Regions from separate parts of the Mus musculus genome. Here region 1 is linked to region 2. Evidence: chromatin contacts called from public capture Hi-C data. All regions are on one chromosome and are shown on one strand. The core of a region is the stretch at or near the end of the contact, and the rest is flanking DNA. Distances in the headings are between cores, read along the strand shown.

Evidence for each region. Capture Hi-C pulls out chosen DNA fragments and counts their contacts.
Region 1: a capture Hi-C map of embryonic stem cells shows a contact between it and region 2, with 3 times the contacts expected there. The contact joins two enhancer-like sites. A contact is called at or near these places in 3 of 39 promoter capture datasets (hippocampal neurons, liver and pre-B cells), 1 of 15 datasets of contacts at CTCF or cohesin (large pre-B cells), 4 of 484 Hi-C or Micro-C datasets (the AML12 cell line, embryonic stem cells, liver and 1 more), 2 of 115 datasets of contacts at active chromatin or transcription factors (both in embryonic stem cells) and 1 of 9 other capture datasets (embryonic stem cells).

Annotation. Positions count from the first base shown.
Region 1 is chr6:29,306,565-29,311,581 of GRCm38.p6, reverse strand. No RefSeq gene overlaps it. Among named protein-coding and RNA genes, the nearest start is that of Fam71f1, 10 kb to the left of the region's middle. Within about 2 kb of position 2,996, at least 27 of the 459 cell types and tissues checked have an H3K27ac peak or open chromatin away from gene starts, as enhancers often do. A contact at or near this core is called in embryonic stem cells, where this site is marked.
Region 2 is chr6:29,637,926-29,643,281 of GRCm38.p6, reverse strand. No RefSeq gene overlaps it. Among named protein-coding and RNA genes, the nearest start is that of Tnpo3, 31 kb to the right of the region's middle. Within about 2 kb of position 3,476, at least 16 of the 459 cell types and tissues checked have an H3K27ac peak or open chromatin away from gene starts, as enhancers often do. A contact at or near this core is called in embryonic stem cells, where this site is marked.

The sequences.
Region 1 (5,017 bases), core at 1,747-4,246, 330 kb after region 2:
GCAGGTTTTTATACAGCCAAGGCTGGCTCCAGACCTGAAATGTAGCTGCGGCAGTTTAACTGAGAATGTCCTTCATAGACTCAAGTATCTGAATTCTTGGTTCTCAGTCGATGGCTTAGGGAAGAGTGGCCTTGTGGGAGGAAGTATGTCCTTGGGGAGGATTTTGAGGACTTAAGGAGTCCTGCCGCCGTTTTTTAGTGCATCCTCTCCACTTCCTGTTTGTGACTGAGGCTATGTACCCTCAACCTCTGCCTGTCTCACCATGTGTCCTGCATGCCTGCTGTCATGATGGAGTCTTATGCTCCTGCAACCACAAGTCAAGGCAAACTGTTTCTTCCATAAATTGCCTCAGTCATGATGTCTTATCACAGCAACAGAACAGCAGCCAATACGGTAGCTGAGGATGGCTCTGAACTACACCTTGTTCATGATGTCTTATCACAGCAACAGAACAGCAGCCAATACGGTAGCTGAGGATGGCTCTGAACTACACCTTGTTCATGAGGTGCTAGGAATCAACTCCATGGCTTTATGCAGGCTACTCAAACACCCTTCCAACTAGACAAGCACTCTATCAACTCAAGTTGCTTTCCACGAGATTGTATTTCCTATGGGGAACCAGCTTTCATTGAAGAAATAGAAGATTCCAAATAAGGGCAGAAAAAGTACAAGGAAAGACTAGAACATTTTGAATGACAGAAAGGGAAAGAGTGGGTCACTTGTGAGGGTTTACACCTTTAATCCCAGCACGAGTGTGGTCTACAGAATGAGTTTCAAGCTAGCCAGAGGAAAATAGTGAGAGCTTATCTCAAAAAAAAAAAAAAAAAAAAAAAAAAAAGAGGTGGGGGGGCAAGCCAAAAGAACAGAATACAGAGGCCACCCTGGAGATGCTGCCACTGGCCAGGTCTGGGACAGTTTGAGCACCAAAGCAAGTAATAAGACTGAATTGTGGGGCTGGAGAGATGGCTCAGAGGTTAAGAGCACTGGCTGCTTGCTCTTCCAGAGGTCCTGAGTTCAACTCCCAGCAAACACCTGGTGGCTTACAACCATCTGTAATGGGATCTGATGCCCTCTTCTGGTGTGTCTGAAGACAGCTACAGTGTACAGTGTATATAAATGAAATAGATAAATCTTTTTTTTCTCTTTTTAATGAATGAGTTGCAAACCCTTGACTCAAACTAGAACTGTGAGCCATACTGATGATGAATGGCTAGATGAGTAGGTGATAAGACTACAAAACTTCTCGTGATAAGCTTCCAGCTAGTAGTAGAAGGGGTAACAGAAATAGAAATGTACTACCTGAGTAATACATTGCCACCTGAGTGCTGGTTGGTCCAGGGAGCAAGTGTTGACTATGCCTGAGTCTAGTGAGTAGAGGAAATGTGCTGATGGACTGGTTATCCACGCAACCGGGAATATCTTCCAGACATTTCTACTGACTTTCAAAAGGAAAAGGAATGCTATGACAGAAAAAATCTGGCAGACAATAGACTCAGCTCTCCAGATGTGAGGCTCTGTGAACAGTACCATTTCCAGGGTATTCCTTCCCAGAAAACATGACCCCAGGATCGAGGACTCATCCTGAAGAAACATCAGACAGGGCCATGGGTAATGTAAGGCTTAGGCCGTCTAACCCTGTTGAAAATGTGGAAGCCGAGGAAAAATCAAAACATGGCTCCAAGCTGGTGGCATCTGGGGCAGGGTGAGAGTGGGAATGTGAAAAAAACAGCTTCTGAAGTGGAAACGTAAGGGTTCTTGGAAAGTCAGCTGGATGGTGTTTTGCTGGGGCAAACATGTGAAGGAACATTTAGCTGAAGTGGACACAGGTGAAAGGCTCTGACAGACTCATAAAAGAACATTTGGCTGAAGCAGACACAGGAGAGAGGATGTTCTGCTAAAGCAAGCATGGGAAAGGACACGAGATAAAGGATCCTTCACTAACGACACACATGTATTATTGGTTCGCCTTACATTGCGTAGTTGAGCTGCATTTTTCGGGATTCCATAAAAAGAAACACACCAAAAAGTTTCTGGTAGTGTGCTACAATTTCTTGCTGCTTCTGTGAACTTAGGCTGATTGGCAGAGTGCTGTCAGCTGAGACAAGACACGTGCTGAGGTAAGACAAGTGGAGGACACGTGATGTTTGAAGGGAATATAAAAAAGACTCAGTCGACAGTGACGGAGGCTGAGCTAAGCTTGCTTATAGAACTAACGGCTGAGGCACAGCAGAGAACTTCTCCTGGAGTTCCCGTTGACCTTGGTCCCTCCGGCTGACTAGTACATGCCGCGAACTGCCCTCAGTCGGGCCCCCCCCTCAATTCGAGGGAGTGGTACAGGTGGGCAGGAGTCAGCAAAAAGTGACAAACAAATACGGACACAAGGGAGTGTGCTGTATCTGAATGTAATTTCAAAGTGAGCATCAGTCTTATAATACAGAAGAAAAACCAGAAAGGTAGGTGAATACATCTGCCTAGGTACATTGAGATGCATTATGGTACTTTACACAAAACAAAGAAAATGCATACATAAAAAGCTGGGGGAGGGGGGAGCCAGGCAGTGTTTACAACTGAGATAGGAACAGCCCTTAAGATCAGCTAAACACGCCTTTAATCCCAGCACTTGGGAGGCAGAGGCAGGCGGATTTCTGAGTTTGAGGCCAGCCTGGTCTACAGAGTGAGTTCCAGGACAGCCAGGACTACACAGAGAAACCCTGTCTCGAGGAAAAAAAAAAATCAGCTAAACACAGGAGCCAGGTGATTCGTCTGATGCAATGCTAGTCTACTGTTAAACCCATCACTAGGGGTCCCTTAGTATACGATATTCCTCTGGGCCTAGTGAAAAACATGCACCAGGGGAATTCCGTTCTACTGACCCTTTCATGAATAATACTTCAGTTCCTCCTAAAACCACAACCCACCTTCTTCCTAGGCCATTGTAAATTCCTGTGTATGGGAGTGACTCAGCTATCTATTGTTCTAAGTATTATGTAGACTAGTCCTGAGATTATTAGCTCTATTCTAGTGAATCGTAATGCCTGATTTCTTTCACTGTCTCCCTTACAGTACTAGAAGCAATTCTGAATGTTACTGAATAGGTAACATTCTTACTGAATTCCAAGCCCAGGGTTGGCTCAAGGACTACCTAGGACATTGGAACACTGGTGGAGGCTAATCTAACTTAGCTATATGTCAAAATCAATCCTTAAAGTCACTTATAATAAAACAATACTGAGGGAAAGCACACAGATCCGTTCACCGACTAAGGCAAGGACAGATTTGGAGCGTTCATTTTACAGGATGCCACGGTTCCAGGAGACTAAGTTTCCATGAAATTTTCACCTCAGGACTACGTCCAGGCTTTTGGGCCTGTCATGAGAGTCACTACTGGAGTGGGTGTGGCAGTAAGGAGGCTGAGGCCTGGCCATCTCTGCTGTGTAGTGTCACCACTGCAATTTGTGTTTGCTATCCCAACTTTACCAAACTGAACTGCTGGTGAATCCATGAAATGTTTACGAGTGAATCGAACTGCCACTGCTAACCTGTGAACTAAACTACTCATTTCCTGACAACACAGACAGGAGTTGCTCCAAAGAACCTTTCTAAACAGGACCGCTTTCCCCATATCCTTTTGTTTTCCACTACCTCTGGTGGGTGCTGGGCTATAAGGGAGGTTAAAGTGTTTAAGAACCATCATTAAACGTAGACTTTAAAATGTTACAAACTGCTATGAATATTTATGAATGGAAGTGTTCATAGCAACTTATCACCCAAACTGGAAACAGCCCAGATGTCTTTGGACAGATGAGCTAATAGACTGTTTCATCCACAGTGAATCCCATTCGGAAACAAACAGGAACATGGTTGTTGATTTGAGCAACACATGAAGCGAAAGAAGACAGAAATCAAGACAGCTGATTCTGTGTAGAGAGATGTCCCTTCTTTCTCCAACATGGGAGTTCTCCGCAATCTATGAACATTGTTGAACTCTGATATAAAGGAGTCCCAGAATTGCTTACTCATACCCCATAAGAAACAAATTATCAACTAAAGCACAAAGTTTCCAGATACTTCTTTTGGTAGCTACCCAGTCAGTACACTGTTTCCCAAAGTCACTCGGGTTGGCTTTCTTCTTCTCCACTTTCCTTGATGTCATTCATTTGTCAAAAGTCACACCCTGGCTTACCTCACAATCCAGGTAAGACAGACTTTTTTTTTTCTTCCCTTTATATACAGTGAAACTCACTCTTTGTGGGATACAACACATCCTTTTTGAACATTTGTTTATCTTTGTGCATGTGTGTGTGCATATGCCACAATGTATGGAAGTCAGTAGGTAGCCTTTGGGAATTGATTCTCCACCATTAGGTCCTGGAAAATGAACCTAGATTGGCAGAGTAGGTGGCAAGTTCTTTTACTCATTCTATTTATTACTTTTCTATAACTGTGATAAAATACCACGACCAAAGCAACTTAAGTGTGTAGGAGGTTAATTTTAGCCTATGGTTCTTGAGGGATAAAGCCCACTGTGGCAGGGAAGGCATCACATGATGGAGCAGGAAGCTGGCTGATCACATTTTTATCCTTACACAGGAAACAGAAAGAGGGAGCAGGAAGTGAAAACAGTGGAAACAGCCTCTAAGCCTGCCCCCAGAAGCCTGCTTCCTACAGCAAGGCTGCACCTCCTAAAATATTCCACAGCCTCCCCTGAAGAGCTCCACCAGCCAGGGACCAAGAGCTCAGATACATAAGCCTGTGGGGCATATTTCTCATTCAGACCCATGGGCTATTGAGCCATCACACAGGAAACCTTTGTTGCTGGTGTCTAGTTTATTTTGTTGCCATCTGATTATTTATTTGGTGTGATCTTTTTCTTTCTTTCATCTTAAAAAACTGAGGTTAGGTCGGCAGACTGCTCTATGAATAAAGGCTCCTGCCACCAAATCCAATGACCCGTGCTCAGTCTGCAGAACTCACATGCTCGAGGGAGAGAACTGACTCCAAAGAAACATCCTCTGAC
Region 2 (5,356 bases), core at 2,227-4,726:
ATGACAGAGCCATTGCACACAGGAACTCACAGTGGCTGTGACCGTCTGCGCGAGATCTGCACAAGATCAAGCCAGACAAAATCCCAGCATGGGTGGGAAAGGGGCTCCTGAAGTCCACTGTTCGAGAGGAGCTGTTGGCAATTGATGGCTGCTGGGGGAGGGGGAGTTGGTTTTCTTTAGAGATACAGCCCAGGGGTTGGGGGCTGGAGAAATGGCTCAGAGGTTAAGAGTACTAGCTGTTCTTCCAGAGGTCCTGAGTTCAAATCCCAGCAACCACATGATGGCTCACAACCATCTGAAGACAGCATATAGAGAACTCATATATGTATGTACATATGTATGCATGTATATATATGTGTGTGTGTATATGTGTGTATATATATATATATATATACATATATATATATATATATATAGAGAGAGAGAGAGAGAGAGAACAGCCTATCTTAGCTGACTTTCTATTGTTGTTATGAAACACCATGACCAAAACCAAAACAGGGAAGAAAGGATTCACGTAGCTTACACCTACTGGATGGAGGAAAGCCAAAGCAGAAACTTGGAGGCAGGAACAGAACTAGAACCATGAAGGAGTGTTGTTTAGTGCCTTGCTCTCTATAGTTTACCCCATTTGCTTTCTTCTACAGCCCAGGAACACCTGCCCAGGGGTAGCGCCTCCCACAGTGAGCTGACATTAATCAGACATTAACCAAAATGCTCCTGCAGACTTAGCTATTGCCAATCTGATTTTCTCACCTAGGTTCCTCTCTGCAGGTGACTCTCACTTGTGTCAAGTTGACAAAACACAACAAACTGAGCTGCAAGAGGCCCTGTGAGGCAGCCCACGCTCCAGCTGCTGGTCCTGGGCATATACAGACTACCAAGTGGACTCAATGGGATTTTTAAAAAGCCACTGTGAGCCAGACAGTAGTGGCACACACCTTTAATCCCAGAACCTGGGAGGCAGAGGCAGGTGGATCTCTTGAGTTTTGAGGGTAGCCTGGTCTACAGAGCCAGTTCTTGGATAGCCAGGGCTACACAGAAAATACCAGCAAATACGAATCAAAGGGGTGGACACGGGGCTGGAGTTGATCAATACACATTATACACGTATGAAATTTTCAAACAAGTTTTTATTAATGTATTTACTTGACAGGCAGCCAAAGGAGTCAGAGACAGCCTCTGCTCCCTCTGCTAGGAGTCCCACACCTAACAAGAGCAAGCTGCACAACTGTTACCTATGTGCAGAGGCCTAGGTCGGTTCCCTGCAGGCTCCCTGGTTGGTGGTTCAGTCTCCGTGAGCTGCTATGGGGTCAGGTTGGTTGATTCTGCAGGTTTTCTTGGTGTTTTTGACCCCTCTGGTTCCTACAATTCATCTTCTCCCTCTTTCCCAGGCTTTGTCTCATGTTTGGCTGTGGGTCTCTGCATCTCTCCATCAATTGCTGGGTGAAGCCTCTCTGATGATGGCTATGCTGGGCTCCTGTCTGCAAGCATAGCAGAATATCATTAACAGTGTCAAGGCTGAGCTTCCTCTCATGGCGTGGATCTCAAACTGGGCCAGTCATTGGTTGGACATTCCCTCAGTGTCTGCTCCATCTTGACTCCTGCACATCAGACAGGACAGATTGTAGGTCAAGGATTTTGTGGCTGAGTTGGTGTCACAAGCCCTCCATTGGAAGTCTTGTCTGGTTACAGGAAGTGGCTGTATCAGGCTTCATATCCCCATTGCTAGCAGTCTTAGCTAGGTCACCCACATAGATTCCTGGTGTTTCCATTGCCCTAGGTTTCTATCTTGTCCCAGAGATGACCCCCCCCCAACCCATTCCAGGTCTTCAGACCTGATCCCTCTTGTTCTCATTCCCACCCCCATCCAGCCCCCTCCTATCTCACAACTGCCCCCCCCAAGTCTATTCTATTTCTTCTTCTCATTGAGATTCATGCCCCCCCCCACCCCCTCCTTGTTACTTAGCTTTTTTGGGTCTGTGGTTTGCAGCATGCTTATCCTTTACTTTAAGTCTAATATCCATCTATAAGTATGTGCCACGTTTGTCTTTCTGGGTCTGGGCTACCTCAATCAGGATGATCTTTTCTAGTTCCATCCATTTGCCTGCAAAATGTCATTGTTCTTAATAGCTGAGTAATACTCCACTGTGTAAATGTACCACTGTTTATTTACCCATTCTTCAGTTGATTTTTTTTTTCCCTGAGACAGAGTTCCACTGTGTAACCCTGGCTGTCCTGGAACTAATTTTGTAGACGAAGCTGGCCTCAAACTCATAGAGATCCACCTGCTTCTGCCTTCCAAGTGTTGGGAATTAAAGGCATGTGCCACCACCATCTGGATCAGTTGAATTATTTTAATTAAAATTTGTTCTTTTCTGTGTATGGGTGTTTTGCCTGCATCTATTTGTGCACCATAGGCATTCAGTGCTCATGGAGGCCAGAATAGAGCAGTGGACACCAGCTGGGCTGGTGGTACAGCTTGTTAACTAGCTGGTGTGCTTAGCCAGCAAGCTGTCTCTCTCTCCAGGCCCTTGTTGTTTTTCTGCATTTAAAACTAAAAAGATGCTGGGGCAGTGGTGGCACACGCCTTTAATCCCAGTGCTTGGGAGGCAGAGGCAGGCAGATTTCTGAGTTTAAGGCCAGCCTGGTCTATAGAGTGAGTTCCAGGACAGCCAGGGCTATACTGTCTCAAAAAACCAAAAAATAAATACATAAAAAAACAAAAAACCTGAAAAGATACAGACCACATGAAGCTCAAGAAGAAGGATGACCAAAGTGTGGGTGCTTCAGTCCTTCTTAGAAGGAGAACAAAATACTCACGGGAGCAAATATGGAGACAAAGTGTGGAGCAGAGACTGAAGGAAAGGCCATCCAGAGACTGCTCCACCTGGGGATCCATCCCATATACAGTCAATAAATGCTGATACTATTGTGAATGCTAAGAAGTACATGCTGACAGGAGCCTGATATAGCTGTCTCCTGAGAGGCTCTGCCAGTACCTGATATATACGGAGAGGCTGATGCAGCCAACCATTGGACTGAGCGAGCGGTACCCAATAGAGGAGCTAGAGAAAGAACTGAAGGAGTTGAAGGGGTTTGCAACCCCACAGGAAGAACAACAATAGCAACCAACCAGTCCCCCAAGAGCTCTCAGGGACTAATCCATCAACAAAAGAGTACACGTGGCTCCAGCTGCATATATTACAGAGGATGGCCTTGTCATGCATTAGTGGGAGGAGAGGTCCTTTGTGGGGCAGTGGGCTGTGCACAGACAGCCTGGTCTGGTCGAGCAAAGGTCTGGAACCCTGGGGATCTCCACCTACATGGAACAGGTGTTCAATCATGTCTCCTGAACCCCTGGCACCTGTCGAAGTTACCACCCCCACAGCCCCCTGCAGGAGAGGTGTATGACTATCCATCACACAGATAAAGCCCCAAGCTCCTGGCATTCTGTCTAGACTCCACCCCGACAGTTACCTGACTATAGCCAGGTAGTCTCCTCCCCACAGTTACCTCACAACAGCAGGATAGCCCAGCCCACTATAATAGGGGCTGCTTGGCCCCTCCTCCTTTTAAGCTCTCACCTTTCTTACTCTTATCTCTAGCTCTCCTTCTCCCTCTCCCTCCCCTTCCCCTCCACAAGGCCCTCTTTCTACCTTCTCTCTTTATCTTTGCCTTTCTACAATAAAGCTCTAAAACCATAGACTGTCTCTGCTCGTCAAGTCAAAGCCTGCCATGCTTGAACGATGGGATAGGATTTCCCCCAACCACGTCTCTAACCTCCTGCCATAAGGCCTTCCTGCACTCCAGCCACAGACACGACCAAGGATTCTTGCCGGCGTGGGAACCACCCACTGCCCACTCTCTCCCTGACCTCTCCTCCCTTCGCCCCCCCCCTTCCCCCGCGGATGACCAAGCTGACCCTGGGGCCCCCATTTTGTTCTCAGGTCTTCTGCAGTGTCCAGCGGTGTCTGGGATGCCCGAGACTAAGAACTTGTTACCTAAGACTGCCCCTTGTCCACCCCCCACCACTGGCGAGCTGAGATTCCGCGGCTTCCTACAGCCAATCACCTACCTGGGCCGAGTAGGAAGCATGCCGCTGTCTTCCACATCCACCCGCCCAGAGGTGGCAGGATGCGGGTTTTCTCCCACTCCCTTTATTCCCCCACTCCCTCTGCCCTACGGTCCTTGGCCCTATAGAGGTTCGATAGATGCCCCAGTGTAGGGGAAATGAGGGTGGGGAAGTGGGAGTGGATGGGTGGAGGAACACTCTCATTGAAGCAGGGGGAGGGAGGATGGGATAGGGGGTGTCAGGGGTGGGGGTGGGAGTGACCAGGAAAGGGGATAACACTTGAAATGTAAATAAAGAAAATAGCCAGGGGCTGGAGAGATGACTCAGCAGTTAAGAGCACTGACTGCTCTTCCAAAGGTCCTGAGTTCAAATCCCAGCGATCACATGGTGGTTCACAACCATCCTTAAGGAGATCTGACTCCCTCTTCTGGGGTGTCTGAAGACAGCTACAGGGTACTTATATATAATAAGTAAATAAAGCTTAAAAAAAGAAAGAAAGAAAATATCCAATTAAAAAAACTGAAAAGATAAGATGAATATCAGTTAAGATTTAGTGGAACTCTTCCTACACAAGTTCACACATGTCTTTATTATATTCATACATGTCGTTCTGCTATGGAAACCTCCATTCTGTGTGTGTGTGTGGTTGTTGTTGTTGTTGTTTGAAACAGTAGCCCTGGCTGTCCTGGATCTCACTCTGGAGCAGGTTGGCCTCTAACTCACAGAGATCCGCTTGCTTATGCCTCCTGAGTGCTGGGATTCCAGACATGCACCACCACTGCTGGGTTCAACTCATGGTCTTTACTGGGAGCTGTCATGCTTCCTTCCCAGGAGCAAAGGAGCTGGCATGCCAGATAGCTTTTTAAAATACTTTTAAAAAAATGCTTTATTTTATTTTATTTATCTGAGTACACTGTCACTGTCTTCAGACACACCAGAAGAGGGCATCAAATCCTATTACAGATGGTTGTTGAGTCATGATGTGGTTACTGGGAATTGAACTCACAACCTCTGGAAAAGCAGTCGGTGCTCTTAACCACTGAGCCATGTCTTCAGCTCCACCAGATATCTTCTTTTAAGATTTATTTTTATTTACATGGAGTGCTTTTTTTTTTTTTTTTTTTTTTTTTTTTTTGCATGTGTACCATGTGTGCCTTAGAGGTCAGAAGAGGGCACCCATCCCTCGGAATTGCAGTTACAGATGGCTTGTGAGCTGCCATTGTTGGGAACTGACCCCACCCCGGTAACAGCTGCATGGTCTTTCCAGCCACACTAGATGTCTTT